Linked DNA regions of Pelodiscus sinensis: region 1 is linked to region 2. The links are chromatin contacts, called in public Hi-C maps. All regions are on one chromosome and are shown on one strand. The core of a region is the stretch at or near the end of the contact, and the rest is flanking DNA. Distances in the headings are between cores, read along the strand shown. Region 1 holds the start of PGGT1B (protein geranylgeranyltransferase type I subunit beta). Region 2 holds the start of AP3S1 (adaptor related protein complex 3 subunit sigma 1).

Region 1 (4,322 bases), core at 762-3,261, 320 kb after region 2:
TGAGTTCAATCAGTTTTTCATGAATTATATTCTTGGACCCGGGAGTCAGACTCTCCCTTGGTGGCCACTGTTTCCTTACCCAATGAAGATCTCTTGCTCTGCTATGCCATTTGCATAAAAAGCATGGCATTTTTGTGTAACCAGCCTGCTGACCAAGCAGCATACACAGCACCTTCAGATCTCCACATACAGTCCATTCATGCTCTGGACAATGCACCTTTTTCCAAGGAGAAGGTCAGGATTTCCATAGGTTTCTCTAAAGTGGACAGAATGGGCAATAGGCACAGAGGCATATTGATTGCCATTATGCAGTAGAACACCTTTTAGGCTTGTTTTTGAAGAGTCAATAAACAGTCTTCAGTCACCTGGTTAGTAAGCTGTCCCCAAGCTTTCTATTAATCAGGCAATGTTATTGCAGTATACCAAACAGACCATCCATAGAAAAATATGGAACAAACTCTTTCTCGCGGTTCCGTACCAAGCAAAATTTGTTCCAGAGGAAAGCAAATTCTTCGCTTGAAGTCTGTATCCCAAAAGCTCAGCAGAATCTTTAGGCAGATCCAGGTCTCTCACCAAGTCATTAAATTCACTTTGGGTGAAAAGTTGTGGCTCATTACTGACATGTTCTGGTGGATACTCAGTATTGCCTCCAACACTGTCAGCATCTGGGCACATTAAATTAAACTAGATGGCATTCATTTTGACGAATTCAATCAGTTCGAGGTATTTTTGCATTCAAGTTCTTGAAAATAAGTCACTGCATATAATGTATAAAGCATTATAATAGCATTTTTTGAAAAAGTAGACTCCAGTTTTCAGAAAATCTGTACATCATGGGCAAAAATGGATATAATCTTTGAACTCAGCACCCCAAAATGAGTTAAGAACAGTTATTTGTTCTCAAACAATGGAACCCATGCATAAGGGGCTAAGTCTTGACTGGCATGATTTTCCGCAAATGCTTTTAACAGAAAAGTCTTTCCGTTAAAAGCATTTGTGGAAAAGAGCGTCTAGATTGGTACAGACGCTTTTCCGCAAAAGCACTTTTTGCGGCAAAGCGTCTGTGCCAATCAAGACGTGGTTTTGCGCAAGAAAGCCCCGATTGCCATTTTCGCCATCGGGGCTTTTTTGCGCAAAACTGTTTTTAGCTGTCTACACTGGCCCTCTTGCGCAAAAACATTTCCGGGAAAGGGCTTTTGCCCGAACAGGATCGTCAAAGCATTTGCGTAAGAAGCACTGATTTCAGACAGTAGAATGGCAGTGCTTTTGCACAAAATCAAGCACCTAGCGTAGACAGCTGACAAGTTTTTGCACGAAAGCAAATGCTTTTGCGGAAAAACGTGCCAGTCTAGACGCAGCCTGGGTGTATTTGTAGCTATTATGAGACTTTATGTACAGCATTACCTGCATAGAGACTTTTAAATCTTCAAAATATGTTACATGTGCCCTGAAGTACTTGCAGCATTTTGCCCCACTGCAGAGAAGAGCTGCGGGGCTGGCAGGGCAATTCGAGCAGCTGTACCTGCTAGAGCAGCCGGGAAGCGGCCCTGTGCTTGGGCACGCGTCTGTGTGAGAAGGGCAATAAAACCCCCTCTCCGCCCTGCCCCCAGATCTGCACCCTTGGCACCTGTTACCCCCTTTGCCCCTCCCGGGGGGGGGGGGGGGGGGACCTGAGTACAGGTGCTGGCACCGGCTTCCCCCCAGCTCCAATCACCGCCCCCGCCCGATTCGCCCTTCCAGTCCGCGCTGGGCCCCACCAGGCCGTTAACAGAACCGGCCGCTGCGCCCCGCGCCCCTGCGCCGCTTTTAAGCGATTGTAAAGAGCTGGGAGCAGCGCCTGACGCCACGTAAGAGAAGGTGCGGGGAGAGTGAAGGCAGCAGCTCTTACTGAGCATGCTCGGTTCCACGCAGGAAGTGCTGCAGCCCCGAGGCACGTGACAAGGAAGCGTCTCTCGTCTTGGAGGACGTGCGCGCCCAGATCACGTGAGCGAGCCCCTCCGGCCGCGGCGGAAGTGGTCACTGAGCGCGCCGGGGTTGGGTAGGGAGGGCGGCAAAGATGGCGGCGGAGGATCCGGGCTGCGGGGAGGAGGAGCGGTTGGATTTCCTGAAGGAGCGGCACGTGCGCTTCTTCCAGCGCTGCCTGCAGATCCTGCCCGAGAGATACTCGTCCCTGGAGACCAGCAGGTACCGGCCGCGCTGGGGGCAGACGCCGCGGAGGGGCCCGTTGGCGCGGTCTCCGGGTCCCCTCCAGGCGCCGCAAGGTCGGGCTGTGCTCGTGGCCGCCTCCAGGCTGGGGATCCCGCCCGTTCGCGTGTCGGCGGCGGGATCTGTTCTGTGACGCGGCCTCTGGATTTAGCCTCCAGTGACGAGTCCCGCTGTAGGGCAGCCGCTGGTCTCCGATCCCGTTAGCGCGCCGGACTGGGCAGGCAGCTCGCTGCCGCTCAGGGACAGCTCGTGCCAGGGCTCTGGGTAGGGAGCGGTGAGCTGCTTGTCCTCTCCTGCGGGTGGTTGCCCCAGCCCTGAGGGAGGGAGGGAACCCGGTGCTAATGCACGATCGCCCATGCAGCTGCCCTGCTGGTGGTGCAGGGATGAGGTGTAGGTAAGATATTGGGGATGCTAACATACAGACATTTAAATGATAACCGGTAAGTCTAGTCTTATTGGTTAATCCAAGAGACTGCAGACACTGTATCAGATGCAGCAAGGTGGTGTGTGTGGACGCTAAATAGACTCCCTGTGCATGCTGGTTCCCCAGAGCTGCTGCCTGCCTTCCTGTCTCCCCAGTTAGATACAGAGAGGCAGCAGTATGTGGGGCAGCCTGCTTCCTCATACCACCTCCCACAGATACAGGGGCCTGCTAGCCATGTCGTCCCCGTCCCCCCGCCCGGGAGTATTTTGGTAGTCGTGTAATCATTACAAATTGTTGCAGCTATAAGATTACTAAAATAACCAATATCTAACATCCCTATAAGATACATGTGTTCCTGTCAAATTATTCTTTGACCATGAAGGTTTGGCTGTCACTGGTAAAATGTCATGGCTGTTCCTAAGCTAGCATTTTTATGGAACAGAGAAGCAAAAGCACCCACAATACTGCAGTTTTTGTTCTCCCAACCTGGCACTTTGGGACAAAGGTAACCAAGAGAAAGTTGGGATAAACAAGTGATCTTTCTAGTCCTTGTGGCTCTCCACCGTACATTAGAAAGAACTCCTGTTCTGTGTCTTTAAGGTCAGCAGGCATGCAGGCTGAATTAAGTCACTTATTTGAAAGCAATGATTTAAACCAGAGAGTAGAAATACATGTTTTATAATCTAACTTTTGATGTATGCTTTCAAGATTTTTTTTGAGAGAAATTCTCGTTGGTTCATACATCCATTAAGACACATTTAAAATATTATTTACAACTAGATATAGCTGTTACACTACTTTTGATCATTCTTTTTGCTAACCAAGAGACTGCACCATACTGAAAAAGTCTATTAAAATTAATTATATAGTACAATATATGTTTATTCATATACAAAATGCAGAAATTAAGTATTCTAGTAGAAAATGTTAATGATGTGTTTTCTTGTTGTGATTGCGCATTGGGGGGTCCCCGACCCTGCACCCCCATCTACAGCCAGGTGTGACTCTCACCCAGCCAGTAGAGTCAGAAGGTTTATTGGTTCACAGAGATGCAGTGTAGCTTAAGATCGATGTTAGCCAGGAACCAGGGCAGGCAGCATTATTTCTCTTGCGGGGGAAAGGGCTCCTGGGCCCCTCATCCCTTTTCCCGCTCTCAGCCTCTGCACTCTCCTAGCCCACACTGACCCACACTCCCAGCCTCTGCTCACCAGCCCCAGGCAACCCTGCCTTCTCCATTGTCCTCCTTCCTGGCCCAAGATGTTACTGCTGTCACCTGGGCCTTAGGAGTGAGAGACTGAACATACTTCCCCAGTGAGTCACACCCAGCCTCCCCCTCCTCATGCAGCTAGTGCTGCAGGGCCTGGGGAAACTGTGGCACACACACAGTGTCACTACAGAGCAGCATAGGACAGTAGGATCTCCTATAACCCCACAAGATAAATGGTGAATGCAACACCAAAGTGACAACAGGATTACAGAAGTAGATAGCATCCCCACTATATCACACTTGTTTACTAGATACCCAATTTTTGATTGAGACTGTTTCAAAGCTGCATTTGGATTGAAATTGGATTTCAAAACCAAGATTTTATTGGAGTAAAATTACTTGATTCTTTCTACATAATTGTTTAAATCCACATTAGCATTTTTCAGAATGTAGTTTCTAATTACTTTGATTAACAGACTCAAGCAT
Region 2 (4,356 bases), core at 913-3,412:
TCCTGTCCGTGGCAGGCAGGCAGCTCCGCAGTCAGTGCTTGTGGGGAGTCGGCTTTTAAGCTTAAAAGCTGGCTCCCCCCTCCCCCAGTCTTGCCAAATCCCCCTGCTGCCTCTGATACAGAGACAGAAAGGTGGGTGGGGGGGGAGGAGGGTATACTTGTTTGGATTAACTGAAAATCCCAGGTGTCTCCGTTAGTCATTTAAACAACTATATGCTGACATCCCTGATTTATACCAGCACAGAGGAGCCAGGCGGGAGCTAATTTAAAACCAGATCCCCTTGCAAACCATGTGCCTGCCACCCCTCACTGCTGCCTCTGATACAGAGGCAGTAGTGCGGTTTGGAAGCAGTCCCTGGCTGTGGGGCAGTTCAAACTCCCTATAGAGAGAGGCTGTGGGAGGGAGGGAAGGCTGCCCTAGTGCTGACTGCAGACAGAGGCTGCTTTGTGGCAACTTGCCCTATTGTCTCTTGTGCCCCCCCCCCCCCCTCCCAGCATGCTGCTGCCTCTGATAGAGGCAACAGCACAAGGTTGAGGCATCAGGCAGTACGGCAGAGCTGGTGCACTGAGGAACCAGTTTTTAAGACAGCTATTCCCAGCACTGGCTCCTGCTTTCGCCCCCTTTGCTGTCTCACATAGAGGCAACGGGGGGAGGGAGGAGAGGTGAAATGCAAGTAATCGATTAGATTAACTCATTAGCCTAGACCAACTTCTCCAACGTTTTTGAGCATGAGATTGCTTTTTAAATTTAAGTGCAATCCAAGATCTCCCTCAAATATAAATATCCTTGCTCTGCCTCTTTCCCACCCCTGCTCACTTCATCTTTTCTCTCTTGCCCATCCTCACTCACTTACATCAGGCTGAGGCAGAGGGTTGGGGTGCAGGCTCTGGTCTTGGATTAAGGGATCTGGAATGTGAAAGGAGCTCTGAGCTAAGCTTGGGGCAGGCAGTTGGGATGTCAGAGGGGGTTCTAGGAGCAGGGTCTGGGAGGGTGTTTGGATGCAGGGGTGCTCGGGGCTAGAGCAGGGATGGGACATGGGCTCCAGCTGGGCAAGGCTGGTGACTCCTGGGTGGTGGTGCAGTGAGGCTACGGCAGGCTCACCCCTGTCCTGACCCTGCACAACTTCCAAAAGCAGCCAGCAAACTCCATCCCAAGTCCTGTTGTGCCCCCTCTCTGCTCTGTGAAGAAAGGATACAGAGTGGGAGGGGGCACCCTAACTTCAGCACCCCTCCTGTCCCTCCCCTGCCCTGCACAGAAAGCAGGAGGCTCCCAGGGTAAGGGGCAGCTCCAAGGCAAAAAGTGCGTAGCAGTGTGGGGAGGGGGCAGCTGAAGTGCTGGCACCTGATAGCCTCTTTGCCAAACTACTCAGGATCACCTGCCAGAGACTCCAAGATCTACCACAGGCAACCACTGGCCTACTCTTATCGATTGACTGGTCAACTACTCGGGAGCATCCTTACCAGGGCTCAGGCTGGCAGGTGCCGGGAAGGGACAGAACAGCCCAGGGTCACCCCTCAGTTGAGCTACCACAGGCCTGCAAGCTAAAACCCGCACCATCCTCCAGGGCTAATACAGGGAGGGCAGCCCCAGAGCCCGCCCAGCTGCCCTGGCCACGCCTCATACTGCCCTTGCCCCGCTGGCCTCCCAGCCAGGAATGTGAGCGTGTGTCCGTGTAGACACGAGCCCGGGCCCACGGGTTACACGCAGGCTGCCGGTGGCAGCGGGGGGCACGCACCGGCCTCGGGGAGCTGGCTGCCGCCCCGCCTGTCAGAGCGCGACCGCTGACACGTCTCGGGGGTGCGCGGCTGTTCGCGTCACGCATTTTAACAGCCCCAACCGCCTCCCGCGGCCCAGCCTGCCCCGCGCTACGGGCGCGGCCAACCTCAGAGACCCCCCCCCCCCCCCCGGCGCGCGGCGCCTGCCCTCCCCAGGCCCGCAAGCCCCGCCCCTACATAGCGCTGGTAGAACTTGGAGAGCCGGGGTTTGCCGTGGTTGTTGAAGATGAGAATCGCCTTGATCATGGTGAGGCGGCGCGAGGGGGCCGCTGCAGCCGGCCGGGTCGCTGCGAGCTCTGCCCCTCCCCCTTCGCTCTGGCAGCAGCTCCCGCACTATTCCTGCCCGGGGCGGAAACGGAACCGCTCCTGCTACTCACGTGACACCAAGTCACCTGACAAGAAAACGGCAGCGCTTGTCAACACGCGCCAGAGGGCGGGCTGCTCTGCGGCCTGCGTGATCACCGCCAGGAATTAATATGGTGCCGCACGCAACAGCGTCACTTCCGCCCTTACTTGTCCGGGAGCAGTATGTCTGAAGTGGAGGAGCAGCTACCGGTCTCTCCTCAGGATGGGGGCCGAGGCGAGTGTGTGGAAGAGTCTTCGGACAGAGGAGCCGCGGTGGGGGCTGCTGAGCCGCCTCCCCCTTCAGCTGGCTCCCCGGTGACCGAGGAATCCGCCGCCGAGGATACCAAGAAGAAAAGTAACAGAATGATTCCCCTGGGGGCGGGGCGAGAAGGGGCGTTCGCTCAGATTGCCAGGCCCATTGGCCAATGGGCCCGCCCACTCCAGCTTGCTCAGCCAATTAGGAAAAGCAGAGGCTGTGCGGCGGGGAGGAAATGCTGCGGGCGCGTTGGTATCTCCCGGTCGCGAGCGGGCCCACGGCACAGCGGCCGGTCCCATGTCCCGGGTGCGGGGGGGAGTGAGCTGGCGCCGGGGTTGTTCCCTTTGCCTGCGTCCCACCGGCAGCTGCCGGTTTCCATCGCTCCCCGCGCTCAGTCTTCGCTTCCGTCCTAGTTGACATCCTGCTGAAGGCCGTGGGGGACACGCCGATCATGAAGACCAAGAAGTGGGCGGTGGAGCGGACCCGCACCATCCAGGGGCTCATTGACTTCATCAAAAAGTTCCTCAAGCTGGTGGCCTCCGAGCAGCTGGTACGTGCCCTGCCTTGTGCAGCCTCCGGGCCAGCTGCCACAGCTCGGTGTCATGTAGGCGTGCCAGGGTAATCCCAGGGGTTGCAGGTAGGTGGAGAGGTGCAGCTGTGGAGCTGGCAAAGCTGCAGTCAGTACTGGGATGCTATGGGCTGCTTGTAAGTCCAGGTCTATGTTTGTGGGCAAAGTCGATGCAAGATATGTAACTCCAGCTATGTGAATTCTGAGGCTGGAGTCAATGCGCTCCCATTGACTTCCCTTATTCCTCCTGATAGTGCTGATGGAGGTGCCCTCAGTGTTCAATTTATTTGGTCTTTACTAGACCCACTGACTCGAATCATGGGGGCTTGATCGCCATAGCATCCATCCCCCAGTACAGGTCGTCCTTGCTATAAGTCCAAGATATGGTCCAAAAAAGCAAATTTTTCTCCCCCACACCCGACTCATTTGCACCAATTTTTTGGTTGGGGGTTTGTTTGTTTGTTTGTTTGTTCCTACAAGCATCAATGACTTGAGTGCAGAATGGATGTATACCAAGGCGACTTATAGTGGGGATGCCCTGAAAGTGGAGATGTGACCTCAATTGCCTAAGTTGCTGCTTTGTACAGTGATGATGTAATGCTCCAAAGGGAACCTGAGAATTTGTGCTTGCTGACTATGGAGCCTGTACACATTTGGTATAGCTAGGTTTTCATCACCCTGGAGTGTGTAGACAGCCTGCATTGAGAGAAGGGGTATTTCCCTCTGAGGAACACCAGCTCCAAAAACAAAGTTGGCTATGTTAACATAAACATTTTTCCATTGGCATAGTTGCATCCACATTTACATTAGGTTAGCCTAGTTGTGCTGGGCACAAACTCAGCTGTCTAACAGGATATGGAAGATATAATAAAACAGAAGGAGAAACACATCACTTATAGTGCACACAGGAAAATAAATCTCAAAAACCTTATTTGAAACAAAAGCAATTGAATTTTCCTTATGCACTTGTATAATGCTAGAGAACGGGAAGGCGGGCCTCACTCACATAATCAGCATACTGGAGAACATCTCCAAAGGGCTTTCTGTGTTATAACCCATCTCTGGGTGTTTGGCATTCTAGCAAAGTCCCTGTTGGCCAGTTAAAGAATAGAATTGCTAGGTTCCGTGCAGTACCTCTCTTCCTAAAGAACAGTAGCTTTGATGCAGAACTTTGAATGTGTAAACTGAGGTAAATATGGGGAACAGAAGGTAGCTTTCACCTTGTCCCTGACAGATATAGGGTTGAAGAAGTACTCCTCATAAATGGGAAGATCAACTCACCAGGCAGATTTTTCACTGTCTGTTATTTTCCCTCACAGTTTATATATGTGAATCAATCCTTTGCTCCTTCTCCAGATCAGGAAGTTGGGACACTATATGAGGTAACTTCAGTTTTTAGTATTGTTGTTAAT

Evidence for each region. A called contact is a pair of places that touch in the nucleus more often than the background predicts.
Region 1: a contact with region 2 is called in a Hi-C map of blood, with 3 times the contacts expected there. The contact joins the promoter of PGGT1B here to the promoter of AP3S1 in region 2. A contact is called at or near these places in 2 of 5 Hi-C or Micro-C datasets (blood and liver).

What each region holds. Positions count from the first base shown.
Region 1 is chr6:59,407,946-59,412,267 of ASM4963464v1, forward strand. PGGT1B (protein geranylgeranyltransferase type I subunit beta) reads left to right here and starts at 2,012. Exons shown (of 9, transcript XM_006134476.4): 1 at 2,012-2,184. The coding sequence starts at 2,057.
Region 2 is chr6:59,084,227-59,088,582 of ASM4963464v1, forward strand. It overlaps AP3S1 (adaptor related protein complex 3 subunit sigma 1), which reads right to left and starts at 2,163. Exons shown (of 6, transcript XM_006134482.4): 1 at 1,953-2,163. The coding sequence starts at 2,021. ATG12 (autophagy related 12) reads left to right here and starts at 2,271. Exons shown (of 4, transcript XM_006134484.4): 1 at 2,271-2,475; 2 at 2,790-2,926; 3 at 4,264-4,326. The coding sequence starts at 2,304.